Regions from separate parts of the Mus musculus genome. Here all the other regions are linked to region 1. A link is a contact called in public promoter capture Hi-C data. All regions are on one chromosome and are shown on one strand. The core of a region is the stretch at or near the end of the contact, and the rest is flanking DNA. Distances in the headings are between cores, read along the strand shown. Region 1 holds the start of Tceanc (transcription elongation factor A (SII) N-terminal and central domain containing). Region 2 holds the start of Zrsr2 (zinc finger (CCCH type), RNA binding motif and serine/arginine rich 2). Region 3 holds the start of Pir (pirin). Region 4 holds the start of Msl3 (MSL complex subunit 3). Region 5 holds the start of Vegfd (vascular endothelial growth factor D). Region 6 holds the start of Asb11 (ankyrin repeat and SOCS box-containing 11).

Evidence for each region. Promoter capture Hi-C pulls out the DNA fragments that hold promoters and counts their contacts.
Region 2: a contact with region 1 is called in a promoter capture Hi-C map of erythroid cells, with 2.1 times the contacts expected there. The contact joins the promoter of Zrsr2 here to the promoter of Tceanc in region 1. A contact is called at or near these places in 2 of 39 promoter capture datasets (erythroid cells and liver) and 1 of 115 datasets of contacts at active chromatin or transcription factors (astrocytes).
Region 3: a contact with region 1 is called in a promoter capture Hi-C map of liver, with 2.8 times the contacts expected there. The contact joins the promoter of Pir here to the promoter of Tceanc in region 1.
Region 4: a contact with region 1 is called in a promoter capture Hi-C map of erythroid cells, with 40 times the contacts expected there. The contact joins the promoter of Msl3 here to the promoter of Tceanc in region 1. A contact is called at or near these places in 2 of 39 promoter capture datasets (erythroid cells and pre-B cells), 1 of 115 datasets of contacts at active chromatin or transcription factors (astrocytes) and 2 of 9 other capture datasets (adipose tissue and liver).
Region 5: a promoter capture Hi-C map of hippocampal neurons shows a contact between it and region 1, with 5 times the contacts expected there. The contact joins the promoter of Vegfd here to the promoter of Tceanc in region 1. A contact is called at or near these places in 1 of 39 promoter capture datasets (hippocampal neurons) and 1 of 115 datasets of contacts at active chromatin or transcription factors (embryonic stem cells).
Region 6: a promoter capture Hi-C map of hippocampal neurons shows a contact between it and region 1, with 5 times the contacts expected there. The contact joins the promoter of Asb11 here to the promoter of Tceanc in region 1. A contact is called at or near these places in 4 of 39 promoter capture datasets (the 3T3-L1 cell line, HPC-7-derived erythroid cells, cranial neural crest and 1 more).

What each region holds. Positions count from the first base shown.
Region 1 is chrX:166,508,126-166,512,868 of GRCm38.p6, forward strand. It overlaps Tceanc (transcription elongation factor A (SII) N-terminal and central domain containing), which reads right to left and starts at 2,353. Exons shown (of 5, transcript NM_001007577.2): 1 at 2,168-2,353; 2 at 781-881.
Region 2 is chrX:163,956,320-163,961,062 of GRCm38.p6, forward strand. It overlaps Zrsr2 (zinc finger (CCCH type), RNA binding motif and serine/arginine rich 2), which reads right to left and starts at 2,347. Exons shown (of 11, transcript NM_009453.3): 1 at 1,955-2,347; 2 at 1,597-1,676; 3 at 153-234. The coding sequence starts at 2,007. Gm38561 (a long non-coding RNA gene) reads left to right here and starts at 2,422. Exons shown (of 4, transcript XR_878297.3): 1 at 2,422-2,526.
Region 3 is chrX:164,266,527-164,271,269 of GRCm38.p6, forward strand. Pir (pirin) reads left to right here and starts at 2,905. Exons shown (of 10, transcript NM_027153.3): 1 at 2,905-3,151.
Region 4 is chrX:168,672,020-168,676,762 of GRCm38.p6, forward strand. It overlaps Msl3 (MSL complex subunit 3), which reads right to left and starts at 1,853. Exons shown (of 13, transcript NM_001370791.1): 1 at 1,709-1,853; 2 at 244-326. The coding sequence starts at 1,810.
Region 5 is chrX:164,370,751-164,375,493 of GRCm38.p6, forward strand. It overlaps Vegfd (vascular endothelial growth factor D), which reads left to right and starts at 2,772. Exons shown (of 7, transcript NM_010216.2): 1 at 2,772-3,169. The coding sequence starts at 3,080. Pir (pirin) reads left to right here. Exons shown (of 10, transcript NM_027153.3): 10 at 1,703-2,263. The coding sequence ends at 1,815.
Region 6 is chrX:164,434,619-164,439,361 of GRCm38.p6, forward strand. It overlaps Asb11 (ankyrin repeat and SOCS box-containing 11), which reads left to right and starts at 2,376. Exons shown (of 7, transcript NM_001313737.1): 1 at 2,376-2,607. The coding sequence starts at 2,427.

The DNA of each region.
Region 1 (4,743 bases), core at 1,103-3,602:
CTTCTGACCTTCAGGCTAAACTCCTCCCAGTTACCTAGCAATAGTAAAGATTACAGCAAACCATAAGAGGAGCTGTTTGGCTCCACCTCGCTCTCTTCCTCTTACTCCCCTTACTCTTCTCTCCTCTCCTCTCACTCTCTTACTCTTATTCTCTAGCCTTTCTTTTCTCTTTCCCCCTGCCTTTCTACAATAAAGCTCTAAAACCATAGACTGTCTCTGCTCATCAAGGCCCCCTACACTTACTCTCACCTGTGTGGGAACCTCTCTTCCTTCAGCCCTTACCTCTCTTCCTTCAGCCCTTGCTCCCATAACGCCGGGGCAACAGGGTGTTGTCCTGGGGGCCCTGGTTTCAGGGGCTGCCCCTTGTCCACCCCACCCCACCCCCTGTCAAGTGGGGTCAGTGGCTTAAATGCCCACCCGGGCTGAGTGGAAAGCTTCTGGCAGCCTTACGGCGTCTGCCTGCCCAGAGCATAGGAGGAACGCTGGCCGGGCTTGGGCTATCCTCCCTCCTGCCTCCTTCCCCTACATCCCCTTTAGTTCCCACCCTATACTGGGTAGTTCACAAGTGCTTATAACCCAGCTTTAGGAAAACCTGATGCCTTTGGCCTCCTGTAGGACTGGCACTCACATGCATATACCCACACATCTATATACAATTAAACCTAATAAGGCAGGCTGGAACTGGGAAGATGGCTCAGGTGGTAAACTGCTTGCTGTGCAATGAGGACCTGAGTCTTGATCCCCAGCATCTACATAAAAAGCCAGGCTTATGGTGCACACCTGTAATTCCAGCAACGGGAAGGGAGAGACAGGTCAGTCTTTGGAGTTCACTGGCCAGGCAGTCTAGCTGAACTGGTGAGCTTCAGGTTCAGTGTCAGACCCTGTCTCAAAAAAGGGAGGGGGGAGGACAGTAATTAAGGAAGACATCTAAGTTGATTAGCACAAATTATTTTTTAAAGTGTGTGTGTTGAGGGAGGGGGTCTGAAGATGAGGCTCAGTTCGTGGAGCACTTACCTAACATGCACAGGGCACTGAGTTTGCACCCTCCTCAAGCCCACCCCCCTCTATGCACACCTCATAAAGCCAGTGTGGTCAGAAAGAGGCCAGCCAGGGCTACAAGAGACTGTATTTCAAAAGAGAATGTGGGCAGTCTGTGTTTGGCCACAGGGTACTGTTTGAAAGCACCCTTTGTAGAGCAATGCTATCTCATATAAAGATTTCAAGCCACAAAGATATTTTTTAAATGTGTGATAGTATGTTAAAATTTGTTGGAATTAATTCTAGTTTTACTTAGCTAAAATATTTTTCCTTTAAAATGCAGTGGCAGAGTTCATACCCAGGGCCTTAGGCAGATTAAAGTATGTGCTCTACTACTGAGCTACACCTAAGCTTCGCCCCAATACTGTCCTTTCAAAATCTGATAAAAGGGTATTTTAATTCCTTTTTGTGTTAATTCTCAAAAACAAAAGTCTGCTGTGCTTTACACTCGAACACACTCCAATCCAGATCAGACACATTTCATGGCAGTTGTAGTTCATATATGAGTGTACATTTTACCATTTACCAGTGTGTGTATGAGTATGTATATGTGTGTGTGTGTACAATGTGTGTGCACATACAAAACCTTTTATAGTGACAGCAAGAGTCGGCCCTACCATGTGTTGCCTGAATGCATGCAGACGCCTGGGAATATGCAATTATAGGAAGGGCATACACACATCTGCACTAAAATCGTCCAAACGTGAAGAAAAAGCACAGGAAAGTTACTGTGAAATTTTCCAGAGGCTTAGGGAACAGACCAGCAGTCTTTAAATCTCTCTCAACATCCAGGAGGGGAAAAAAAGAGAAATTTTCTAGCTCCAGGCTAAACTTATCGGTCAAGCTTCAAGGCCCTGGCTCAGAAGGGAATGGACGGGCCATGGGGGGCTGGGGGGCTAGGACACGAGACGCTGGCGGGGCGTTGTTTTTAGGCAGCCACGTTAGGATCCCGGGGGAAGGGACAGGGAGAGGAACCGGCCCGCCCAGAGAGATTCCTGTGGGTGGGGTTGACTACTAAACAAAGCCTGCAGAAATCCACCCCGGGGGACGGCCCTGAGGCCGTACAGCCATGGCGGCGCGCCTTCCGGCCCGCTCCAATGACAGCACCTAAAGGGAGGAGGAAATCAACCTTCGAGCAGCCTGGGCACGGGGAGCACCAGAGCGCCCCTGCGAGCCGGGATTGCCTTCCACTGGACCCGGGAGTTAGCCCTTCCGCGGGGGCCGAGGTAACGGAAATGGCGGAACGCCGCCATCGGAGATGCTCGGTCACTGCCCTAGCGGCCGCAGCACCGCCCGCCCAGAAGCGCAGGCGCCGCCCTCCAGTGGGCGGTGCCGCCTCCTCCTGGAGGGAACTTCCGTTTCTTGGGGCCGGACGACAGAGCCTGCACCAGTCCTAAGGTTCCGGCGAGCCAACGTGGGCGTGGGATTGGACGCTAAGGTGCTTTGGACTTGGCGCCTGCGCAGAGCGGCCGCGGGCCTCGCAGAGTGGTCCCTTGAGAGAGGAGCTAAGGCCCGAAGTGAAACTAACCCGGCTGCTGCGTTTCAGTGGCAACGTTTGTTGATGCGCTTACTCTTTTTAGTTTCCGTCAAACCAGTAAAACAGATGGGACAAAAATAAAAACAGGCTGGCTGTGGTGATGGACCCCAGTAGGCAAAGGCTGAAGACTAAAGTACAGAGACCGGAGGATCCCGAGTTCGAGGACAGCCTGGGGCAAAACTAAACAGGCTGGACCCGGTACTCGCCTTCCTAAATAAATAAAAATAAACAAATGTAAAACCCTCCATAAGAACAATCAAATAAAATATAAATGGCTAACAGTGATGGTCTGTAATAATAAATGGTTGGGTTTTTTTTTTTAAATCAATATAAAAATGGCTAAACCTGGTGGCATATAATACTAGCGCTCCAGAGGCAGAGATGGGAGAAGGTCCATAAGTTTCTGACCAGCTAGGGTTACATAGTAAGACTCTCTCAACTAACAAACCAGGCAGCAAAAAGGCAAGCCATAATTACTGTCATGCCTAACAGTAATTAGTCCAACAAGCATATAACATGCATCACAAGAATGAAAGGAAGTAGTAACCATTCAGTAATTAGTTACAAGAAACCTGAGTGTATGTGTGAACATGGTCTGCCTTCAAGGATTAAAACCACAGTGATAATTGAACTAGAAAATGTGGCAGACTCCTTTGACCTCCAATGCCAAAACAATTCAGGAAAAGATTTAAGGAAGCAACCCCTCAGTGTTGTGTACTGGATCTGTTCATAGCAGGGATACAGCAGGGTGATCTGGTCATGAATGTAAGAGATTTTACCTCAGCAGAGGGAGGACAAGGAACTCACACTGATCAGGATAAGGGATGCCTGATTATTTTTCTGTTTTGAACGGTTAGTATTAGGGTATGATTACAAAGCAATCTTGGTTTGGGTTTGGTTTGGTTTAAACACAAGATTCTCACACTGTAGTCTAGCCTGGTCTACAACTATGTAGTCCAGGCTGTCCTCAAACTAGGATAATCTTCTTGCTCTCCAAGTGCTGATACTATGGGTGTGTATCACTAGGCCCAGTCTAGAAGTTTTTGGTTTTTTTTTGTTTTTTTTTTTTTTTGTTTTTTGCTATGGTTTATCACTCTGAAAGTAACACCATTTGGTGTTGAAGTTCTCGGAAATAATTGATTTACAAAACTGCAAGGTCTTGCTTGTCAACTTGACACACCTGGAAAGAAGGAGTCTCAATTGAAAAATTGTACACATCTGTGTGGCATTTTTCTCTATTTCTAATTAATGTAGGCGGGCTCAGCCCTCTGTGGGAAGGCCATATTATCCTTAGTACTTAGGCCTGGGCTGTATACAAAAGGGTAGTTGATGTGTACTTGGGAGCAAGGCAGTAAGTAGCATTCCTCCATGGTTCCTGCTTCCAGTTCCTGCCCTGAGTTCCTTCAATTATGGACTGTAGCCTGTCAGATGAAATAAATCCTTTCCTCCCTGAGTTGTATTTGACCACTGTGTTTATCCCAGCAACAGAAACCAAGCTAGGCTCTAACCCAATGGGATTTTGGCTGCAGATCTGACAGTAGGGGTGTAGGTGTAAGTGGGTGGTACAGAGTGGAGAACTGGAGCAGATGCTGAGCGAGATTGTGTAGTGAGAATGAGAAGCTCTGAGTAAATGATAAGTATCAGGACTCTGCTACAGCTGGCCTCTGAAGATGTGCGCACACAAGGCCTAGAAGAGCCCGGCTTGAATTACAAAGAATCTTTGCTTAGTACAAAAAAAAAAAAAAAAAAAAAACCCGATAATTTTTGATAGCTTACTTTTAGTAGAATTCATTTGAGCAAAGACTGATATTTGTGAATTAGGCAGTGCTGCCCAGGACCAGAGAAGAAAAACCGAGAGCATTCTCAAGGCAATATTGGTCGCATGGAAAGAAAGCACAATCACGAAGAAATGGCTTGGCTAGATGCTGCTCCAAATGGGGCTCTGGGTACACAGTCTGCTCACTTGGAATACTGTGATTGGCTAAGACTTAGCTGTTATGCTTGCCCATTGGAGTTGCACTTTCTTTACATCCAAGATTAGGCTGCAGTTCACTGTGTAGGAACTCCAAGTATACTGGCAGTCAGTAGTCTCCTATTTAATGTCATATGCCTTAGTGGTCTCTCTCTCTCTCTCTCTCTCTCTCTTTCTTTCTTTCTTTCTTTCTTTC
Region 2 (4,743 bases), core at 1,097-3,596, 2.6 Mb before region 1:
CTAACTTTAGCCTGTCAGCTAGGGATTTAGTTTGTAAGAGGTTATTTTCCAAAACCCATTTTTTTACAAGATTTTATATGAAAAGCCGCTACTAGTTGGTAGACAGCTGATATTACAATAAAATGAGTTTAAGTGTTTCAGTTAGTACTGACCTCTCTTCCTCTAACAACCTTTCTTCTTCTAGTCGTTTTTCTTCAGCAAGAGGATCTTCTTCCTCCTCTTTCTGTGCCAATTCTGTAGAAATTCAAATACTTTATTAAGTAAAGTCTCACAATCCTTGGTCAGTTATTCATGCAAAAAAGATAAATATTTAACCTTTATAATTATGGTAAAAACCTAAACTTAAGGCATAGTGGGAAAGCTTTTAATCCCAGCACTCAGAAGGCAGAAGCAAATGGATCTCTGAGTTCAGGCCAGCTTGGTCTACACAGTAAATTCCAGCCAAGGCTATATAGATCCTACCTCAAAAAAAAAATCTTAAAAAGAATAGTAGTTATAAGCTTCCACATGTGTGCTGGGCCTTGAACTCTGACTCTGGTCCCCCTGCCCCTCTCTCCTGAGTGCTGGGGTAAAGGCGTATAGCACCAGAGTGCTGGCTAAGCGGGCGTTCTTAAGCATTCCTCTAACCGCACTTCTTTTTAATCAATGCTTCCATCATGATACTCATGGCATGGCTGTACAACGAGTTCAGAATCAAACAAGAAAAGGAGAGGGGGAAGAGAGGGAAAGAGAGCCTGCAAATATTTAATGATTTTACAAAGTTATAGAAGTACTCATGAATATTTAAGTGTTCTATTTTTTTTCAACTCTGTGTACACTGGAAGACTTTTCAAAAATAAATAAATAAAAATCTGGCAAAATAGTTTTAATGGAAGAAAAGTTTATACCTTCTATTCAAAGTTTAAATTTGAAGGGGGAAAAAAAGAATGCCAGTTGAGACAAGTGGGAGGGGATAACTGACATGAGCTTAGGAAATTGTAGCAGATTAGCTTCAGACTTAAAGCAGGAGGGTTTTGTCATCAGTAACACAACAGCTTACTGTTCCTTTTTGTTTTCATCCTTGATGTTGGAGCCTGCCTCTCCTGAACTAGTTCTCAAGTACTGTTCCACAGTCTCCGGTGGTAAGGCTGGCCATCACCTTAACCTAGCACTGCTGTGGGAGCTCAACCCTCTTGCCTGCATTTGTAAGTGCTTGGTCATCTTATAAACATCTAATTTTATGAATCTACTAAATGTATAGCTCTACCACTTAGAATATCGGGTTCTGTCACGTGCGGGCCATTTTTAAGTGGTGTGGTGGCTAGCTGCAGAGATGAGCTGGGCAGGAAATCGAGGGAAGCAGCTGCATGGGCTGGGGGTGTAGCTCACTTGGCAGAGTGGTTTGCCTAGCACGCACGAACCGATCAACTTGCAAAGTGCCATGGTCGCCGAAACTCTGTCACCCCGACACTTCGAAGGCAGAGGCAGGAGGATCAGAAGTTTAAGAGTCGTCCTCATTTACGTGGCGGATGTAAGGGCAGCCTAGCCTGTCTGAGGCCGCGTGGGAGGGCGGAGCAGGAAGAGAGGGAGCAATTCCACATCCAGAGCAACAACTACCTGCCTCTCTGAGCCGAGCGAGCGCCTGCCGTCGCCTCTTACGTCTCTCCTTCTTCCGGAGGGCCAAGTACTTCTTACGGCTGGAAGATTGAAAAAACGCGCGCGCGCGCGCGCACGCGCACACACAGAGTGAGCATCCGCACACCCGGCTCTGCACCCTCAGGCCAGGGGCCAGCCTAGGACAGCGCTCGGAGGCAAAGGAAGAAGGCAGGCTAGCCCGCGCCGGTCGCCCCGTCCGTCCCCCGCCCCTCCTTCCGCTCCCCCCCTGCGCCCCGCCCCCCATCTCCTCGGGCGGCCCGGGACAGCCCCGGAGATAGTCGTCCCCGCCCCAGTCGCCTCGCCTCGTCATTTCCTATACCTCAGTTTCTGCGGCCCCGCCGTAGCGTCCGCCGTAGCCCCCGCCGTTTCCATACTGCTGTCGCTGTGTTCTCCCACGGCAAGGTCTCAGCGGAAGCAGCCACCCAGGTCCTCGGTCGCCCACTCCGCGCGGCCACCAACCGGTACCTGCCCAAGACGGAAGGAGACGGCTTTCTTCCCGCAGCTGGTCAGCCAGGCGCCGCGGCCTGAGAAAACAGACCCTCAAAGAGGCCGCCGCAGCCACCGCGGCAGACCTGAGTTTTCCTCCCTCGGCCAGTCAGCCAGGCATCGCGGGCTGAGAAAATGTCTCCTCACCGAAGCCGCCCCCCGGAGATCTTCCACCCCCGGAAACTCGTGCCCCAGCTCCTCGGGGCCTCGCGGGGGCCTTAGCACCGCCCCTTGCCCAGAATTCAAGGCGTTAAGGCCTAGCTCCGCCCCCTCCCATCTAAATTCCAAGGCGACGCCTCTAGGTCCCGCCTCTCTCCGCGGCTCCACCCATGAGCGCCCCAGACGAAGTTTAAGAATCCGCTTCCTCTTTGCAAAACCTGCTGGCTCTGGTTCCAAAGGAATCAGGTTTGTGACCCTTGTTCTTAATCCTGAGAAGCAGAGAGGGACCGGAGTTAAGTGCAGGGGAACGGGATCTGTTCGGCTGGCTCTGGAGTTGTGCTTGGAGAAAGAGGAAAAAAAAAACAAGCCGAAAGCGTCTGGAGGTGAAACTGACTGGAATGTGCTGGGAAGCAGGGAATTTTGTTACTGGAACAAAAGTGCAAGGCAAGGGTATCTAGAGATTGGCTGCTGCTACCCCATGCCTTTGTGCAAAGGGGAGGAGGGCTGGAGAAGAGAGCTCAGCTGTAACTGTAATGAGAGCTTTACTACTATTTCATAAGATACAAGTTTGGTTCCCAGCACCCACCAGACAGTTCACAACCATCTGTAACTCCAGTTTCAGGGGATCCTGTGCTGCAAACACGCAATGGACATACATAAAATAAATCTTTAAAAACATTTACATATGCAACGAGAAAATGTCCCTCTTCTTAATCCTCGGCTGGCTTTTGCAGCCTGCCTCTAGGATCTTGGTTCCCTGTGTTTGTTGAGGAGTCTCCTTCTACTCCCTGCCTCTGGGGAACGCAGACCCCCAGGCTGCTGCTGCGGAGGTTGAGCTGGACAACTATAGCAGTCTCCAGGAGTGTTTTTTTTTAATGGGGAAATTTTACGTTGCAATGTAAAGGATTAAATTAGCAGGACAAGGTAGTTCACACCTAATCCAATACTCTTAGAACTTAAGAAACTAAGGCAAGAGGATCAGGGGTTCAAGGTCAACCTTGGCTATTTAGAGAGTTCAAGGCCAACTTGAGCTACCTGACACTTCCATTAAAAAAGAATTGGTGGCTCAGGCCTTTAATTCCAGCACTTGGGAGGCAGAGGCAGGTGGATTTCTGAGTTCGAGACTAGCCTTGTCTACAGAGTGAGTTCCAGGACAGCCAGGGATATACAGAGAAACCCTGTCTCGAAAAACAAACAAAAATAAAATAAATAAGAAAGACAAGAAAAAGGTAATACTGTATCACAATCATCTAGGTGAGGTGTGATGTGGAACTAGAGAGGAAAATAAAAATAGGGCTGGCAGATGATTAAGCAGGTAAAGATGCTGAGGATCTAAACTCGATCCCCAAGGACCTATATAGCAGGAGAGAACAGACTCCCACACATTGTCCTCTTTGGCATGCATTCCCACATTAAATAAATAAATATAAAAACAACAAGTGGGCAAGAGACAAGAAGGCAAGAGTAAGAGGCAAGAGAGTGAGGAGGTGGCAAGCAGCCCCTTTTATAGTGGACCAGGCCTACCTGGCTGTTGCCAGGTAACTGTGGGGAGGAGCATACCTGACTGTTGGCAGGTAACTATGCAGGTGGAGTTTAGACAGAATGCTAACACTTTGCTCTTTCTGCTCTCAAGGGCATCAGTGGACATCTCCTTCACCTTCTGCGGCAACTTCCCCCGCAGTGCTTATCAGAAGCCTTACCTGGGGCCACAAGTTTCTTGTTTTGTCACAATTGATGAACTCTTAGTTCCTGGATTTTGTTGAGTTTGTTGTTGTCATTGTTGTTGTTGTTACTTTGTTGTTTGTCTTGTCTTGTCTTGTCTTGTCTTGTCTTATTAGAGTGTCTCTGTAGCTCTGACTGTCCTGAAGCTTGCTTTATAGACCAGGCTAACCTTGAACTCAGGGATCCTCCTGCCTCTAGCTCCTGAGTGCTGGGGTTAAAAGTAAGCGCCACCAGGACTGGCTTAGTCCCTCTTCTTAATCCTGGCTTTTGCAGCCTGCCTCTAGGATCTTGGTTCCCTGTGTTTGTTGAGGAGTCTCCTTCTGCTCCCTGCCTCTGGGGAACGCAGACCCCCAGGCTGCTGCTGCGGAGGTTGAGCTGGCTACCCATTCACCCTGCTCCCAGCCAATGCTTTGCCTCGGGTTTTTTAATGTGTAGGGTGCTTTGCCTGCATACCCAGTTCCTGTAGAGCTCAGAAGAGGGTGCTAGATCTCCAGGAAGTGGAATTACAGATCATAAACTGCCCCCTGGGTGCAGGGAATCCAACCCAAGTCCTATGGAAGAACAGCTAGTGTTCTTAATGGCTGGGCCATCTCTTAAGCTGTTTCCCACCCTCACCCCCATTGCCTTTTGTTTTTGTTTTTGTTTTTGTTTTTCGAGACAGGGCTTCTCTGTATAACCCTGGCTGTCCTGGAACGCACTTTGTAGACCAGGCTAGCCTCGAACTCAGAAATCCCCCTGCCT
Region 3 (4,743 bases), core at 1,655-4,154, 2.2 Mb before region 1:
AAGTTCTTTTATCATTAAATGCTATTTGTAACAGAGGAGCCTTTTCACCGGCACATCTGCACTTTGGAGGCATCTGCTATGGCCAGTGGGAGGATGTAACCATTATCATCTAGATCCCAGTGTAATGATGGTATGTTTCGATTAATGGCTGGTTGGTTGTCTTGGCAATCAATTAAATGGACATAGGTACTTTCTGCAAAGTTAGTCACTAACCTGGAATATTTTGAAGATCTACCTCTTTTCTCCTATGACATGAAAACTGTTATTCTGTTTCCTATTTTTAAAAATAAACTAAAAGCTTAAAGACACTGGACTTTGCTTAGAATTTTGTGGATCAGGAAGTTGGAAGGAACAGTGTTGGGTGTTCAGGTTGTATCCATGTGGCTTTGACTGGTACAGCTGGGGCTGATCCATTTTCAAGGTGGTTTGTGTTAAAGAGCAGCTGGTTTCCATGAAGCAGGGTGTGGCACCTGCCAGGTCATTTCAGAGATTCCCTCAGAAATGGCACATTGACTTGGTCATGGCAGCCACAAGCTCTACCTAGACCCAAGAGCAAAAGGAGTAACCAGCATATTTTAGTGGAGTGTCGGAGTCATATTTCAGAACGAACTTGTGAGGTAGAAGCTACTGTTCAGCCCATTGTAGGAAAAGGGGATCTTCCAAAAAATCAATAAACAATGGCCTTAGAAAACAATATATAGGTGATTTTCAGGTCAAATGTCCTCCTAGACTTGAGGAAACAATTAGCACAGGTTGTCCAGAGAGCATGACATAGAAAGCAAGAGCCAAAAAGTGAAGTGAAAGTGAAGTAAGGCAAGTTCTAGACAGGCACAGGAAATTAACAAGAGACAGGTGTGTATGTGTGTTCATCCCTCCGCACCGCCACACAAGTGGCTGGGGCTGAGAACGTTCAAAGACATCAAAGAACTTTCTCCCAAGCCAGTGAGAAGCCACTGAGGGCTCCAGGCATTTGCTTTCTATTTGCCTGCCACTTGAAAAATGGTTTGGCCAGTGCTGAATCTGAAGGCAGGAGGAGTGGGTGGTGATTGGGGAAGATGGATAGAGGCCTTCAAAATGGGAAGGTTTGGATGCGCTGAACTCTCTGAATCCACAGGCTTTTGTGTTGAAAGAGTGTGAAGGCAAAGCTTGCAGTCCAAGCCCCAGCACCTGGTTGAACGTTGGACTGGTTGAGGAAATACAAGACAGTTTATTTATATGGTCTGTAATGTGCCAGCCAGGGTGTTCATACTTCTGTTTTATGTGGAAACTATTTCAGAAATAATTACAGATGGGAAGTACCAATACCTTATTAGTCCACAGCAGTTTGAAGTTTGCATGCATAATCTGTTAGTCTTGAATTGCTGAAGGTAGGCAGAGTCAGTTTGAACCCCACTGATATGAAAAGCTCAGGGAAAAGAGTTAAAAAACAGAATTTATTGTGAATGCGTTTTAATATAGATTTGGGTATCGGCATTAAGGAAGACAGATAGCCATTTCAAGAAAAGACTATATACACCCAAGTGTGGCCATGAATTGAGGCAGGGAGGGGAGAGTGCAACTTTATGAATTTGCATGTCATCCTTGTACAAAGGCCATGATATTTTCCTCTCTACTGTTCCCATTTTTAGTGTGTTCTGCCCAATTGAGCACCAAGGAAAAGTCTTTGTTCTTCCACTTCCCCATTCTTCTACAGCAGAAATCTGTAGTCTGAAAGGTAAGAATGCCTTTTCACATCTTGAGGTTGAAGAGCTTGGGGATCTAGCTCAGTTGGTAGATTGCTTGCCTAGAATACACAAAGCCCCGGGTTCAGTCTCCAGCACCATGTAAAACTGGGCACGCTGGTGAATGCTTCACTGTAACCCTAACACTTGGGAACTGTGGGAAGGAAAGTCAGAAGTTCAAGGTTATCCTAGGCTCTCTAGGGAGGTAAGACCAGCCGGGGATATGGGGAACCATGCCCCCCAAAAACCAGCTGAAATATAAAGTCAAAAGAAGACTTTCATGACAGCTGAGAATTGTACGAATTCAAAACATAATCTTATGAATTCTAATTTCATTATCCAAAATCAAATTTTTATTAAAACACAGCCACCACACTCAGCAGGCGTTGTCTCTGGCTGTTTCTGGCTACAAAAGCAAATGGGAGCAGTCTCCACGGAAGACCCACAGAGCTGGAAAGTAAAAAGACATTTACTGTTTATTCCTTTTCAGTTTCCCAGGCTCGTAGTTTTGTTTTTGTTTTGTTTTTTTTAAAGAGGCATCACTTTCACTCTTTTTCCAAGAAAAGACAATGAACTTCCGGGTATCTAAAGAACATTGCGTATGGTAGCCTGTCTTCTGATTAAAAGTCCTAGGAAAACTAGATTGCTTCCTGGCTGTGGACAAACCCTCACCTCCTGAGGCTAACTCTCTAAGGCCTGCTCTTGAAGCCCAACAAAACTCAAGCCCTTCTATGATTCCCTATTAGAGTGTGCCTTCTCTTTCAGCAGGAACAGAGATTCTTTGGTTCTTACATCTGCTCTGCCTCTGCCCCATTCTCATTGGCAAACAGCAAGAAGCGTATTTATTTATGAGAGATAACTGTGTAGTACCTATGCGGAGACATGCTCATTTCATTCTCATTACAGCCTTACAGTCTTGGTCCTGTCAGCTTTACCACGCTCATTTCACTGGGGATAATGCATAGAGAGGCTGAGTCACTCCCCCAAACGGGACAAGTGGTTAGAAAACATTCTTGCTCATACGAAGCGTTGGGTGACAAGATGACTTGAGTGAGGACAGGTTTTCCAAGAGATTCTAAGGGGCTGCAGAGCACTTGAGTGTCCCATACATTCCTGGGAGGCGGGCAGCGCGCCCCCAAGAGGCCGGGGTGCGCATCACTCTTTGGACCGACTTTCAAAAGGCAGATCCAGAGAGCCATGGGGCGGAGTCAGAGAATCCAAACCCAGGGTAAATAAAGGGTGTGTCCCCCGGTCCAAGGCCCCTGAGACCTAGAGACTCCCGCCTTCTGGAGGCCCGCAACAAAGCGCTGAGTCACGCTGACTGACGGCTGGCGCTCCGCAAACCTGTCCTCCCTTTGCTGTGTCCCTGCCGCTGTGGAGTCTAGGCACCTCCGACTGTGGCCTCCCTCCTGGGCCTGCGCTACTGCCCAGTGAGTGGCCTGGGGAACTCAGCCCTCGTGAGAGTGGTGTGTGTATGTGTGTGTGTGTGTGTTGGGGGTGGGAGGAATGCTCCGACCAGTTTTCATGATGCTGTCTTTCCCAGCTCACTACTGGGGCTCGGAGGGGAGCTGAGGGAGGGAAATGCTTAAATAGCCACCACGATTTGAGATGATAGCTTGGTTTTTCTCTTGGCAACACACTGCAATTAGTTAACTGCTTTATCCTTGTTCCTGTGTATAGGGCCTAAATGTGGGAGTCTGGAAGAAGCCAGAAAAATTAGGTGGAGGCAAAACTACTTACTAGTCGCTTATGTGTGGATGATTACGGGGCTGGACTCAGAAGTTCATTTCTGTCTCCCACATTTCATGGCCCAATAGATGCATGTTGTTTGCCTGCTAGAGAGGATCCGTTTTAGGATCTGCCTTCACAAACTGAAGGGTGCTTCTATGTTGAGTCCCTATAAAGAACAGCAGCTCACTTTCTTACAGCCCTATTTACATCCTTTGAGGCAGACGCTTCTTAATCCCATTGTATAGATGGAAAAGCTGAGACACACAGCATCCCAAATGAAAGCAGCCTGGAATGTGGCAAAACTGAGATGTAAATCTGAGGTGTCCAGTTCCAGAATCTGCCTGTTATTAAAGTGCTTCTCTTAGTTTAAGGAATCTTTGAAGGATTGGTTAGAGTTCATATGGTGATCAGATCTGGGGCTTGGAATTACTTGTCTGCAAACACCTGAAGTTAGAAGTGTGTGTGTGTGTGTGTGTGGGGGGGGGTGATTGTATTTGTTGTGTGATATTTCCTTGGTTAGGACTTAGACTTCAATCAATAATGGAACACTTTTGAATAATAAATGTAGTATATGTGTTGTTCCTGAATCATCGGTTCCATTGCCTGGGGTACTTCATAAATGGTTTGTCTGTGCTTTAGAGGACTTTATTAAGAAGTTCAAAGATTTCTTGCCTAAAAAATTACCTGCACAAGATCTACATAAAATTAAGTCAGCCAGTAAGAATACCAACACAGATGGGAGAAGGTTCCACGAAGTACCACCCCTAACTGAGGAACTTGGGCAGTTGGAGGCTGCTGGGGTAGGAAGTGTCAGTTCTCTTTAAGGAACTGACCCCTATTAGGATGCCCATGCTTCAGTAGATGACCCAACACCCATTCGTATAAGAATGGGCATCACTTAGTCTCAGTAGGCTATGGAAAATACAAGATTACATTGGGAGTGAGATGTGGAGCAGGGGTCTGAAAGGAGTTGGAAGGGGAACAAAGGGTTGCTATGATTAAAAAAACCCGCATTGTAAACATGCTTAATATTATTAAGAGATGAATTTTTAAAAATGGCCACGGACTTTAGAGATAGATGAGTATTTGAATTCAGTGGCCCTTGCAGATTTCCTTCCATGCCAGCATCATCATATTCTGGTGAGAGTCACATACCCCTAGTGTTTTCCATTTGCTTCCAGTATCACCAAAAGAGCTCCCACTTCCATCTTCCACCGCATGTCGTGGGGTAGCCATTGAAGGGTGTGTGCACGGTGTGAGGAGGTCAAGTATGCCTGCCACTGAAGGGAAG
Region 4 (4,743 bases), core at 603-3,102, 2.2 Mb after region 1:
CACCAAGAGGTTACCAATAAAGCACAAAGGGAACTCAGCTACAGCAACCAAGATTTCTAGAGATTACTCATAGATCATCCAAACATAACAGACTTTAAAGTAATCATGCCTCAGACCAGGCAAGCTTTCCAAACAAAGCAGAAGCAGGAAATTAAACTTTTCTACAAGTGTTTCTAAAACTTAAAGTTACAAAATTATCTTGCTACAAAGGCGATTAAGTCTAACTGTAACAAGTTCACTGACCTTCTGTTCCAACCATTAAAATGTATCAGATATTCTGGAATCTTTCTGCCCTTTTCGTCTTTCCCGATAATAACATCGATGATCTGAAACCAGGAAATACTACTCACGCGTGGCACAGCAAACCGAAAATTACTATAAGTTTGGTAAAAAGAACTAGATCACAGTCCCTTCTTAAAGAAATAAGAAAGTACTCATCCCTCCCCCCTTTAGATCGAGAGCTGGGTCGTAACATTCTTCAACATTTTTTTTCCTCTTCTGCCCGAGTGGTTGCCTCAAAATAGGAAACATCCGTCCAACCAACCCAGGATTGGTCTCTTGAGTTTGAGACCGGGTGAAACTTCTGAAGTCATTGGTCGGTAGATTTGTCATTAGCGAAGGGCCCAGACTAGAGAGAACAGCCCTGAGACCTCTGGGAGTTGTAGTCACCTGGGCCTTGCCTTGTCCAGTGTCTTGCCTAGCTAGCCAGAGACTTCCACAACCCTTCCCCTCCCCTTAATAGCCATGCATTCCCTAAGGTGATAGCTGGTACAAATGAAACGTATATCCTTCCATCTCCTAGCGATAGAGCAAGCTGGAGGGATAGCAATAGGAGGTAAACAGAGTTAAGGGTTTCAGGAAGAACCAAAGATACATAATCCAGCACAGACCTTGGGGTGTTCCACTGGACAGCACTGCTGAAACATGGCTAAAAACACACCTGGTGCTGCTCCGAGTTGTCTCTGCCACCAAGGACTTCACCTTGGTGGCTGGAAACACCGATGCTCGCCCCGACCCCCAGCGCGCTGAATTTTTACCTTCTTTGGGCTCTGGAGCACTTAGGTGCCCAGTCCTCCACTTAAAAACTGACAACCGCAAGATATAGCTCAGCCTGGGCTGACCAAGCTGGATACAGGCGAGATGCGATTCTTTCCTAGCTCTGTTCGCCTCCCACCAATCCTTTAGAAAGCAACAGAGCAACCTTGAGCCCCTCCCTTCCCCCCCAGCAGGACTACAATCCTAAATTTGACCAGGGTTCGGGACTGACAGCTGGGAATAATTGAGGACCAGGTTGAAGATGTGGGTGGGGAAACTGGTCAAGGTGTCCTCTACTGAGCCCATGTGGCGAGAAGCCGCGTGGGACAAGGACAGATTCGTTACAAAAGCAGAGGCCTCAGGCGACAGTCCTCCTACACCGGTCGCCGGGATTGGCGCCCAGCGCTCAAACCGCCACCCTGGCCTAGCAACCGCGCGTAAGCGACGCGACACGGCCGGAAGCGGAAGCATCACGGGTCCTTTCTAGTTAGGGAAGTCGCGCGCCCAGCACGTCTCGCCAGCGTCCCCTGTAGTCCCGGGCCGCTCCACGCAGGCCAAGGCGCGCCCTGGTGGCTGTCCAGGACTCCAGGCCACTTGTCCTCCGCTGGCCCCTTTGCCTCCCATCCCTCGAACCCAGTCCCGCATCTCCTCCCTGTTCCCCCCGCGGCGGCACCTTGGCATCGTACAGCACTCGCGCCTTGGTAGGGTCAGGCTCGAAGCACAGCACTTTCTCCCCAGAGTGGAATTGAAATTTCATGCCCTCGCTCGCGCTCATTTGCTCATCGTGGCGGAGGGCGAGGCTCCGGGGCGGGCAGAGTGCGCGCGGTGGGGGAGGACGGCCGGGGAGGCGGCGCTCCGCCACCGGGGGGGCCCGGGAGTGGTGGAGGCTACGACCGCCCCGCCCTCGGCCCCTCCTCCGGCCACCCCGCGCCACTGCGAGGACCTTGGCAGTGGCGATGGAAGCGCGCGGCCCCGCCAGGGCTTGTCCCCGCCCGTCCCCTCTGGGGCTCAGAGAGGGGTGCGGACGGGGAGCAAGATCCCTCGACCGAGGTCTTCCAGCAGACCGTTCCCTCTGGTCCCCATGGGTTAGGATTCCCGCGGTTTCCAGGCTGCGCCCACGTGTGTGCCGAGCTGTCACCCCGGGCGTGCGCTCTCTGGCCGGAGTGTGGGGATCTCTTAGGGAGAGGATTGCTCTAGGGTAGTCACCAGGCGCCGAGGAGGCTGGATGGCGTCTGCCCCCAGGAGCTGCCTGGCCGCGCGCGCGCGCGTCAGCCCCCTCGGCGGAGCTGCGCGCAGATGAGTGTGGCCACGCGAGAAGGACGCGGTGTTGGAGCTGGCCGGAGAAGGGCAGTGGCCTTGAGCGAGGGGAGGAGACATTCCGGGCAGTTAATAGAACACTGGGTCATCCTTCCGAGAGGACCAGCAGGTAGGGCCTGGAGGCCCCAGTGAGCAGCGGACAGCAAAGCTTATGGGTCCTGAAAGGGTCGTTAACACCTTACGTGTCAGCTTGCAGCACTCCTGAATTGCTCCCCCATGGTCTATCTTTAGTGGCTCAAAACCTCCTGAAGAGTGGAAGCACCATTGAGACTGCTGTTAACAGAGTGCCTGCAAAGATCGGGCGTTCATAAATACTCCCTGAATGACCGACCAGAAGACAGGAGACTTGAAGGGCAGAGCTTCAGTGACAGAGAGGGCAGTGCTGGCCTGTTTCTTCTTGAGTGCAAAGCCACTAGGCAGTGTGATTACTAGATCAAGACCTGGCTGGAAAGTTGAGCAGATGGGCTGGGAGGTTTTTAGTGAACTGTCAGATTTCCCACAGCCACTCACTCTGTTCTTGCTTCCAGAAATTTGCGTCTCCCCACCCCCACCTCCCTTCACCTGGTACAAGGTCCAAATCTCTCACACCTCCACTTGGGCACTTCCAAGAGAAAGGTCCCGCAGGAGCCTAGAGGAACCAACCATGTATCTGTCCAGTATTCCCTCCCAGAACTCGACTTACCCTTTTATTACCATTTTCTTGCTCTGCTGGAGAATGGGTTGTTCATTTGCAAGATGGCCCCACTAAGAGGGTAAACTGCTTGAACCTGGGGGTTGGGGGTGTCTAATCCAGTGTGTCATTGTATACTCACAGCACACAATAAATATTTAATGGATGAATGATCACAGATTTATGAAATCAAATCCATAAAACTCAATGGCCAACTGGATATAACTGAGGGAAGGGAAGGAGGCATCTTGGGAGTCCTCCAGGTTTTCTAGAATTAAGAGCTGAGTGAGGAATAGCTCCACTGGCCAGATAGGGCAAAGAGGAGGGCAGGTGTGAGGAAAATGGCCAGATAATGACTTGGATCTAAGACAATGAAGTCCATAAGCCAGAACTGGAACCCTGATTCTCCAGGAATGTGGATAGTAGATGGTAGTGTTCCCTGTAAATGGCAGAGGCAGCTCTGAAGCACATATCACAGCTTATCACATGTAGCCATAGCTGGAGTAGTGTGGTGTTTCCGGTTCATGAACGGAAGAGTCCACTCCATGCTCTAACCTTTGAGGAGAGGTGGGTTCCTTTTTTTCCTATTCAAGTCCATCCTTGTGTCATGGGTGGCTCTCCTTCTCTGCCTTCCTCTATAAAATCTAAGAGTGATACCTATATACAGCTATTATATACATAGAAGTCTGATATCTCTCTCTCTCTCTCTCTCTCTCTCTCTCTCTCTCTCTCTCTCTGTGTGTGTGTGTGTGTGTGTGTGTGTGTGTGTGTGTGTGTGTGTGAGTGTGTGTATGTGTGTGGTACTGGACAAGTAATTAGTCTCTGTGAGATGGTGTGTGTGTGTGTGTGTGTGTGTGTGTGTGTGTGTGGTATTGGACGAGTAATTAGTCTCTGTGAGATGCTTTTGTTATAATTAAGCAAAGAAGTGGCTCCTTTATAAGGAGTAATTAAAGCGTTCAGTGCATTCTGTGTGCATGGCTTTGTTTATTACCTTGCAAATAATGCTGGAGAAATGCTTCATGATCATTTCCTACTCATTTACCTGGTTCCTTATCCATTCATGCAATAAATATTGATTGAGCTTCCTGAGTAATCAAAGTTAGACACACTAAGCAGACTATATACGTAACTCCTGTCTTTCAGGATGGCGTATTTCAGGATGGAAGAGTACCAAGTAAGCAAGTTGGAGCCTACTGCACACCATGATAAAACTGGTGTGGTGGAATAAAGGTGGCACACATCCTCATTTTTTTCCTAGAAGGGCACGGTCACAGAAATTCTGGAAACTGAAATGTGTCTGTTGCCTAAGCCAGTCTGGAACTCTTGAACTCAAGAGATCAGATCATCTTGCCTCCGTTTGCACAGTAACTGTGGCTGCAGACTCGGCTCTGAGTGCTCCATGTCTCTTTTTCGGTTTTGTTCTTGGGTTTGCTCTTCCTGTGGCACAGAATGCGCCTCAGCTTCCGAGGCAGTGGTGAATCGTAACTAGGTTGATACAGTAGCATTCACTTAGGGATACATTTGGCACAACTGGGGAATATCGCGGACACATTGTTGCCAGGCATTGTAATTTTCTTTCCAAGGCTTCCAGGTGAGAGCAAGGCAAAGGCAAGACTGAGAAACACAGATCCAAACCAATTGTGCAATCCCCTTTCCTCTTGTAGTCATTGGGTTAGGCCTAACCATATGATCCGCTCTTAGCCAATAAGAAGTTAATGTGG
Region 5 (4,743 bases), core at 1,522-4,021, 2.1 Mb before region 1:
TAGGCAGCCACAAACATCCTGAGTACTTGGCGGCTGGTTGTGGTTTTTGTGAATTATTAACAGCCTGCTCCTCCTGTGATTGAGTGGTCAGAATGATGACATTAGGCATAGAAGTCATAGCATGTTGGAATGGAAAACTATCTTAACTTTGATGGAGTTATGTCCCTCCTACAAGTGAGAAAAAAATGCAGATATTTCATTTTCTTAGCATATGCATTGATGCCATTTACTATTTACTAAGAATCGGTCATAGTCTTTTGCAAGTGCTAATTTATTGAGTCTTCAAAACCACACTGGAAACCTGTCTAGGGTGACAAGGGAATGAAGAAAAGATGGACATACAGACACATCTTCAGAGAGCTGGACTCGGTTGCCCTGTACTTGGTACCACTGACTATGCTACAACCCAGAATCTTGGCACTTTTCATGTGTGTGTGTGTGTGTGTGTGTGTGTGTGTGTGTGTGTGTGTGTATGTGTGTGTGTGTAGCACAGGGGAAAGAAGTTAGCTCATCTCTGTGGGGTCTCTGTGTGGGTGGTCTCTGCAGTTGGAGACATTGGTTCTTATCAATAATACACATTCAGTCAAGACTTCCTCTGTTCCCTACACCTTCCTAGGTGACCCAAGGACAGTTTATAAAACTGAGGGACATGGTATGGTGTCAAAATAGGATATAGATACATACTACAGAAAGTTGTGGCATAAGATTAGTGTGGCCTCACTGGGGAAACAATGGGAAAATTATTATGTGCAGCAAGTGAGTCCTTGACCCAGTATTTGGTCTGTTTGACTGATAAAATCTAAAGTGGCCTTTTCCTAGCCCTTTGATGAATTACAAAAAAATGGTTAACACTATGAAATAATTTTTAAAAATGCTTCTTGCCTTGAAATATATTAATAAAATTTATTAAAGCTATGGTGTTGGTGATCCCTGGCAAGAGGATGATCACACTAGTATAACATATCTTTTGGAATGGTGGGGGGGTGGGAAGATAAATTATGATGGGAATGAAAGATAAAACAATAGAAACATTAAAAAAAGTTAAAGAAAGACGAAAGTCCCTTTACTTGCAAGAGTATGATAGTGACTCGTGACAGGAAGGAGAAACTAGCCAAACTTAAAAACTTGACCTACTCTATGGTTCCTATAGGGCACATGAAGGTATCTTCTGGAGAACTACCAAAAAATGCAAATGTGCAAGTTGTTTGGAAGTGATTAATACTTCTCTTTGTTGTAAGGAAAATTCTGTTAGTTTTCAAAATAGATTGAGACACATCCCAGAAAGGCAGAGCCCCGTCCACTGCTTAGCCAGATACCAAAACTCTGCTACAATCTAGCTGGTTTTATAATATCAAGTTGGTTCAATTCCTGCCATAAGTTCAGGATCTACAAAATAACAACTACAGAATGTGCTGGAAAAAGGGATTGTCATTGCTTGTGAGGAACCTTCAGTAGACAGTGAGACTCAATCCTGTTTATCTAAGTCTGGTCTGAATGATAACATATAATTGTATATAGTCCTAGCCACAAAACACAAATGCTAACTAGTTCCGTATGACTGAACAGTGTGAAAATGGGCTATTGATGCCCAGCTATGCCTAGATTTTGTTTTAACTGAGGAGCTATAGGAATACATAACAATTATAGTGATAGAGGAACATGTCATCACCCAGAACTTTGTGAATGTCTCTTTCTGCCCTAGGTCCATTTGTGATGAATACCAATGAGGAAATTTCTCAGGCCATTCTTGATTTCAGAAATGCAAAAAATGGTTTTGAGGGGGCCAGAACCTGGAAGTCAAAGATTGGAAACTAATGAAGAGCTGAGACGCTGCCACTTGGATGGACTGGCCATTCGGTATATTAAATTTCCAAGGCTAGTTTAGCTGGTGCTTCTGAAGCCACATTAAGCTGGGCTTAGTGATGCAGAGTCCTTTAATCCCAGCACTCTAGGAGTCAGAGACATTGGGTATCTCCGATTTCCAAGCCCATCTGTCTTGAAAATGGAAAAATAAAAAATAGAATTCCACATTAAAAAGATGTTTTTTTGTAATGAATCTTCAGAATGCATTATATTCATGTTTGAAATTGTCAAAGAATATGTTTAATTTAAAAAGGAAAACTACAAACAATAAAAAAATGGCAGTAACATATGTAAAATATTTCCTGATACATGCAAATAATTTTACTTGTTGCTTTTAAAAAATCAATGTTCTTCATTTGGTAGAAATTATTAAGCACCTATAAAAATTAATTGCTATTTACATGTGCTTTTTTATATGGGAGTAGATAGATGCCTTTTTATTCTCTGCCCTTTGGGGTTTCTTGAAGCATGTTTTTTGTTGCTGCTGCTTTCTGTGCTGCTGACAGCAGATATCTGAGCATCTAAAGTCCCTCTACTGAAGCCCATCTGCCATCCTGGCCATCAGAACTGTGTTCTGGGTTTCATGTTACAGGCAACGTGCTTAAAAAAAAAAACACAGCAGTCCTGCCCATGTGAGTCAGCTTTTAAAACTGCCCTGCTCTTGCTAGGAACACAGCAGGATTCCAGCCAAGACTTCCCAGCGTTTTCTGCCAAACTCTGTCAGATTTAAGACATATGCTCCTGCAAGCTCTCTTGAAGGTTGTGAAAAAGTTTGAATCCATAGTTGGGTTTTAGCCTGCTGTAACTGCAAGTGTTTGTGGTCATACCACCTCCTTATAAAGCAGCTAGAACCTTGAGCGTAGGGTGGGGTTTTTTTTTTTATCTTCAACTTTCTGGATAAGAAATGTCTGTAGAGTGATTTCTAGTTTCAAGTGGAAGATATGACCACCTCCTGATTATTTTTGCAGCGGGAAACTTTGAAATATTTTTCATTGCTTTCTCCCATACTAAGATTGTGTGTGAGGCAGTGAGGGAGTCCCTTGACTTACTCAAGTCATTTCATTGGATTTTAATTACAACTGATCATGTGATTGTTTTTTTCCATGTAAAGTTTGGGGCTTCAAACTTTGCTTCTGGAGAATGCCTTTTGCAACACTTTTCAGTAGCTGCCTGGAAACAACTGCTTAGTCATCGGTAGACATTTAAAATATTCAAAATGTATGGAGAATGGGGAATGGGGAATATCCTCATGATGTTCCATGTGTACTTGGTGCAGGGCTTCAGGAGCGAACATGGACCAGTGAAGGTAGGTGAGCTTGAATATTTCTCTTTATTGGCTTTCACAGAAAAAGTCCTTTGCCCTCGCTGGTTTTGAAGCAGTCTAAAAGCCCTGCCTATTCTTAGCCTGTGTGTATTAATGCTTTACTTTGGGGGCTTAATAAGTTTCTTACCATGAATGTTTGAAAGTGTGTGTGTGTGTGTGTGTGTGTGTGTGTGTGTGTGTGTGTGTTTGGAATGGGGACAGAACATGAGCATTCTGGAAATCTTTGACACGGAACCAGTTTGCTCCCAGTTGTGCTTGCAGATGGCACAGTGGTTTTCTGTTGAAGCTGTGATTTGCCTCTGTGACACACACAATTTTGTGGGCCCTTGGTTTGTAGGTTTTTGTGAGCAGCCAGGTTGAGTAATTTCTTCTGTAAATTGAAAATCACAGTGGTTTTTGTGTGTGTGTGTGTGTGTGTGTGTGTGTGTGTGTGTGGATGTTTTCTGTCTGGTTTTGCTTATTACCAATTACCAATTGCTACCATTCAGGAAAGACAAGTTTTCTTGGGGTTTGTTTTTGTTTTCCTGTTTCTGCTTTAGAGAAATGTGTCTAAGATAAAGTAGTCAGCAGATCTTTGGTTCTATGAGCAGGCATCAAGGACAGCCCAAGACATTGAGAACCATGCAAAAAGGATGAACAATGGGATTACTGACTGCTAGAATAACATTTTCGTTTCATATTTTGTATCTTTCAAGCCTTTTTATTTTTGAAAAGGACCCGGATGCAATTGTTTTGACTGGAGTGCTACTAAATCATGACTGATTTAGAAATCTCTGGCTATGAGCAGATAGAAATCAGATGTGGGCTTGAGTTTTATGGCTTGAATTTTCCATACGGGGGAGCATATCGCCCCCCAGAGGGGAAAATTAGTTCATGACGATGTGAACTCTTTGACATGGGAACCATCATATGCATAGAGTCCATAAACAGGTAGTAACTCTGCATCCAGGTTTCATAGGTCAAGACTAACTGCTCCATTTACAGTTTTCACCCTGTCAACTATACTCAAAAGTGGATTTCCTTTCCCCTGCAGCCTGACATGGAGGTCCAATATCAAGGCTGGTGGCAGTCAGGTAGAGCTGAGAAGTGTCCTTTCTGCCATGTGCATTTTGGACTCACAAAGCTTGAAAGAGTCAGGCTGCTACATCGAAGACTTTCTAACCCAGCATAGTACATAATACTGTTCGACAGTTCACTTACTACCAGCCTTCAACCCTATGCCCCAGTGAAGTCATCCCTCTTCAGAATTTTTACTCTTTTATAGACACAGCTACCAGAATCCTCTCTGTGTCCTGGATATAGTGAAGTTTTAAGTTTACTGTTTCTACTTAAATTTCTTGAATGGGGCAGTGAGAAAGAGCGACTGGATTTTTATGTGACAGAAAACATGCCCTAACAGATGGCAAATGTGCAACATGTGTTTACTAACATGCCTTTCAATGTTTCTCTTACATGTCCTTATATTTTCCCTTGAAAAAGAGGGAAGCTACATCTAGTGAGTTTACAGCTACCGGGCCCCCAGCTAAATTAGATTGTTTCTTATATGAAGTGCTGCC
Region 6 (4,743 bases), core at 1,126-3,625, 2.1 Mb before region 1:
TCATGTAAGTCTGTGCAACACTTGCCTACATGGTGTCTGGGGAGTCCAGAAGAGAAGGTGTTTGACCTGGAACTGGAATTAAAGATGGTTAGGATCCACCATGTGGGTGCTGGGAACTGAAGCCAGGCCCTCTGCAGGGGTAGCCAGTGATCTGAGCCACCCCTCAGTCGTCTCCTAGTGAGAAGACTATCCTATGGCTGGATTGTAGGGGTGGGAGGTGTGAATGCATACTTGTCTGCATGGACGTATAGAGGCTGACCACATCTGGTCTTATTCCACAAGCGTCCACTTAAATAAGAGTAGAATGTCTTAAGCCGGGCGTGGTAGCACACACCTTTAATCCCAACACTCGGGAGGCAAAGGCAGGTGGATTTCTGAGTTGGAGGCCAGCCTGGTCTACAGAGTGAGTTCCAGGACAGCCAGGGCTAAACAGAGAAACCCTGTCTCGAAAAACCAAAAAAAAAAAAAAAAAAAAAAAAAAAGTAGAATGTCTTATTATATCATGGACTCTTTGACAGATAGAATTCAGAGGGATTTTTTTAAATATGTTTATATTCGACTGTTTCATACATATATCTAATGAATTTTAGTTAGTTTCCAGCCCCTCTTGTTCCCCTCTTTTCCCACGGAAAGCCTTCTTGCCAAGTCTTTCTCCATTCCTGTGTCTACAGCACCGAACAAAGTGCCATCCTTTCCCCAACAACCATTGACTGCCAAGAGTTCCTCAGGGAAGTGTTCATCCTTCCGAGCCCTTCCCACCTTGGCAATAGCTTGTTGATGAGCTTTTATGGGTTGTCAGCGCAACTATATCTGAAATGAACTGAAACCCACATGGCTGGGCACACCTATGAGGGATTTTTTTTTCCTCATTAAATAATTTGAAGTGAGTAAACCCACTTCTAATCCAGATCTTTAAGATGGAAGGATGGGTTCACCTTTAATCTGGGCCGTGCCTCCCGCGGGCAGCCTATATAAAGGAAAGGAAGGAAGGAAGGAAGGAAGCTTGTTATTTGCTTGCTTGTTCTTGCTCTTCCTAGCAAGTCCATTCCTTTGCTGTCATTAGAGCCTGTCTTCAGAATTCTGGAAAATATTGAAGACCAGCCAAGATAACCAATCTCAGGGACTGAACAACTACTCAGTTCTTGCACCTTCCACTGGTAGATCAGCATTGTTGGGCTAACTGGACCACAGCCTGTAAGGCATTTTAATAAATCCTCTTTTTAATATATGGAGAGATTTATTCTGTAAGTCTGTTCCTCTAGAGACCCCTGACTAATACACTTGGACTTGCAGCAGATTTTACATATGTGGAGAAGCTACATACAAACAAGAATGAAAGACAAAACTTGTTAGTGAGGGAGACTGAGAACAAATCAGTTTTACTTGTATTGGCCGGCTGATAAGAGGACACTGCCCAGCTAAGGAAGAGACGGATTCATGGGCTCTGCTAACCTTCCCTGCAAGCTAGGATTGGTAGTCCATGCTGTTAGCACAAGTCCCTTGTCACGAATAGGGCACATCCTCCAGAAGGAGCTGCCATCTTCACTGAAGCCTCAAACAGGAAACGAATGCTGAGGGGCCTTGTCCCAGATGTCACCTGAGGACCTGTCACCAGCATCACCTCAGCACTTCAGTCACATTCAAACTTTCATTGGGAGAGTCATGCAAGGTAGTCCTTGTCCTCAATATTAGCTTAAATGGGTTTTTTGTTTGTTTGTTTGTTTTTGACCAGTCATAGATTAAATTTGGCCTTGATCCTTTGTAAACCTCCACATGAAAAGCAAACAAAATACCACCAGGAACAGTATTTTCTATGATTGACACAGAATATTACCACTTTTTTGCATGAATACAAAGAAATATCTTTGCGACTGTAGCAATGTAGAAGTTCCCTTTACTTTCCCAACCCTGTACAGTACCCAAAATGAGGGTTTAGAAGGAAAAAGGAAATGAGAATAGGCTAAGAATTCCTTAATGTTTTCTTGTTTGAGTCCTCTATGCATACATCTGATAGGTTTTATTGCAATCCAATGTAGGTGATAAATAGTATTTAAAAAATTATTACTTATGTGTATGGGTATTTTGACTCCATGTATATATGTGTACTATATGCATGCCTGGTACCTACAGAGGCCAGAAGAGAGTATTGGATCCCCTGAAACTAGAGTTGCAGTTTAGCTGCCATGTACTTGAAGTCACGTCCACTTCTCTCCAGACCGGCACCGAGTGTTTCTTAGTAGAAGGAAGTTGTTAAACATTGTCATAAATGTCAACACACCCAGTCACCACGTCAGAGTTAGATTAGACAGAGTTCGTGGTAACAGGAGCACTGTGTGCTAGGAGGTTTAAAATAGATGTCATATGATGCTAATTCTAACTCAGTAAAAATTTGCAGCCGTAGGAACCTGTGCCGAGAAGAAGCCAAAATGGAAGATGCTCCTGCTTTCTATGGCTTTAAAAACATTTTTCTTACAATGTTTGCAACGTTTTTTTTCTTCAAGCTTTTAATTAAAGTTTTCTTGGCTCTCCTAACCCATTTCTATATCGTCAAAGGAAACAGAAAAGAGGCAGCTAGGATAGCAGAGGAGATCTATGGTGGACTGTCAGGTAAAAAAGATTTGAATTTCTTCCCAGCACCTTCACAAATTCCTTTAAAATGCATAGTGAATAGTGTTTCTAGAAGGTAAGCTTTCCTTGTACTTGTGTGCTGAATGCGTAGTTTTAAAATGTGCCTTTCACTTAAAGTAGCAAATATGTCGACTGCACCAAGTTGTGAAGGATCTTCGAATTTATTTCCTTGGAAGTGGGTGGCTCTAGTCACAATTATTTAAGAGGTAAACAGAATAGTGGGTTTTAAAGGCTATCCTGAGAGACTTCCTACTAACCCAGAGCCCTCATAGAGCATTACTTCTCTTTGATATTTTCAGTCCATCTAACAAGAAAGAACATTGTAATAAGACTGAATTTCCTTGGGGAATTCCATGACCAATTAATTTGATTGAGAAGCACTGTGCCATGCTGTATGTATGTATATTGTGATGTCTTTTGCGAATGGAATTGATTGGCCGTTTATTACAGGAAAAAAAAGTCACTAGACCCATTTATACATCAGTGGCACCACAGACAGCAGTAAAAAATGAAGGTTAGCATCACAATATGAAACTGCTAAGATTTTGGTAAAACATAAAACATCTTAAAGTCCCATACTTTGTAGAGGGCAGTCTACATCCCTTTATGCTAGAATTGCCCCTTCATGGAGGAAGCAGACAGCATTGAGGAGGAGGAGGATTCTAAAATTGTTCAAAGTTGCTCCATGTATTTTTAGTGTTCACAGGGGTTCCTGGATTGAATCATGCTTTAGTTGGTATCTGTTTCAATTTGCATCCAGGATTCTCTTTCAAAATAGACCTGCTTCCTGATTTCAATGCACTAGACAACTCGGAAAAACACGAGACATTAGTGATCTCACATTGAGAAACAAGAACTCTAAACACGAGGCAACAGAAAATGCTTCAACTAGCTGGTGAAGAAGGTGTCAGAAGGCCTGGACCATGGAAAGAGATTTCTTTTGGGGATTATATATGTCACACATTTCAGGGAGGTATGTAATTTTGGTGGAAAGACATTAATGCCTTTTTTTTTTTAAGTTTCAAATGAAGCATGATCTAGAAAGGTAATTTTGACATCAGTTTGGATGGGGGCTTCCTAACATTTGATGTTCTGTTAGATCATGATCCTTGTGCTTTCAATTAGGTAAAATTTAATAGGGACAGTGCTGATGGACTGTAAAAGGTTTTCTGTAGTTGTTCCTGTACGTGACTCCTGTCTTCATGTATGTCCTTACTGAAGCCTGGATGCTGAGTACTCAGAACCTGGGTAATCTTGCTTTGGATTTGAATCTGGAGCCAAACTTCAAACCCCCTTAAGAGATTCATTCACCCTCTAGCCTAGACATTTTGTTCAAGCTCCTGAACTGTGTCCATTTTCAGAAACTGTTAAACACAGATGGACAGCTGGTGGTGAGACTGGTGCATATAAACCTTGTTTATTTGTTTAATATATATGTATATATGTATGTATATATGTTTGCCTATATATATGTGTGTTCTCATACCTCTCACATGTATGAGAATACACTCAGATTTGGTATGTCTTTCTGTAATAAACAAGCAGTAACATACCAGAAACAGGACCCCCTTTTTTTTTTGCATGATTATAAGTTATTTTTCTTTTGACATTGTTCATAGTTACATATTTAAGGCAGCAGCAACATTCTGTGAGCCAGAAGTAGTGGTGCACACTTTTAATTGCAGTACTCAGGAGGCAGAGGCAGGTGGATCTCTGTGAGTTCAAGGCCAGCCTGGTCTATATAAATGAGTTCCAGGATAGCCATGACTGCCTAGTGAGACTCTGTCTCAAACAAAACAAGACTAAATAAATAAATAAATAAATTTTTTTGTGATGGTGTTATTCTCAAACCAGAAATCATCTTTGCCGTTTGTCAGACAAAGATTTCTCTGGAAGTATGTGGTGTTTACTCAGTAAGTTAGTGAATTGACTTAGAAACTCTCTCATCTCAAGGCAGAGTTGCTTGGTTCTTCTAGTATACAAACATATTTGGACCAAATGAAAACACAAATAGAAAGGAAAAATTGCTTAACCTGAATCCTGGCCAGGTTTGCTGCCACAAAATTGAGTGAGGATTTAGAAGTTGGGACATTTTTACACTTGCAGATACGAGCT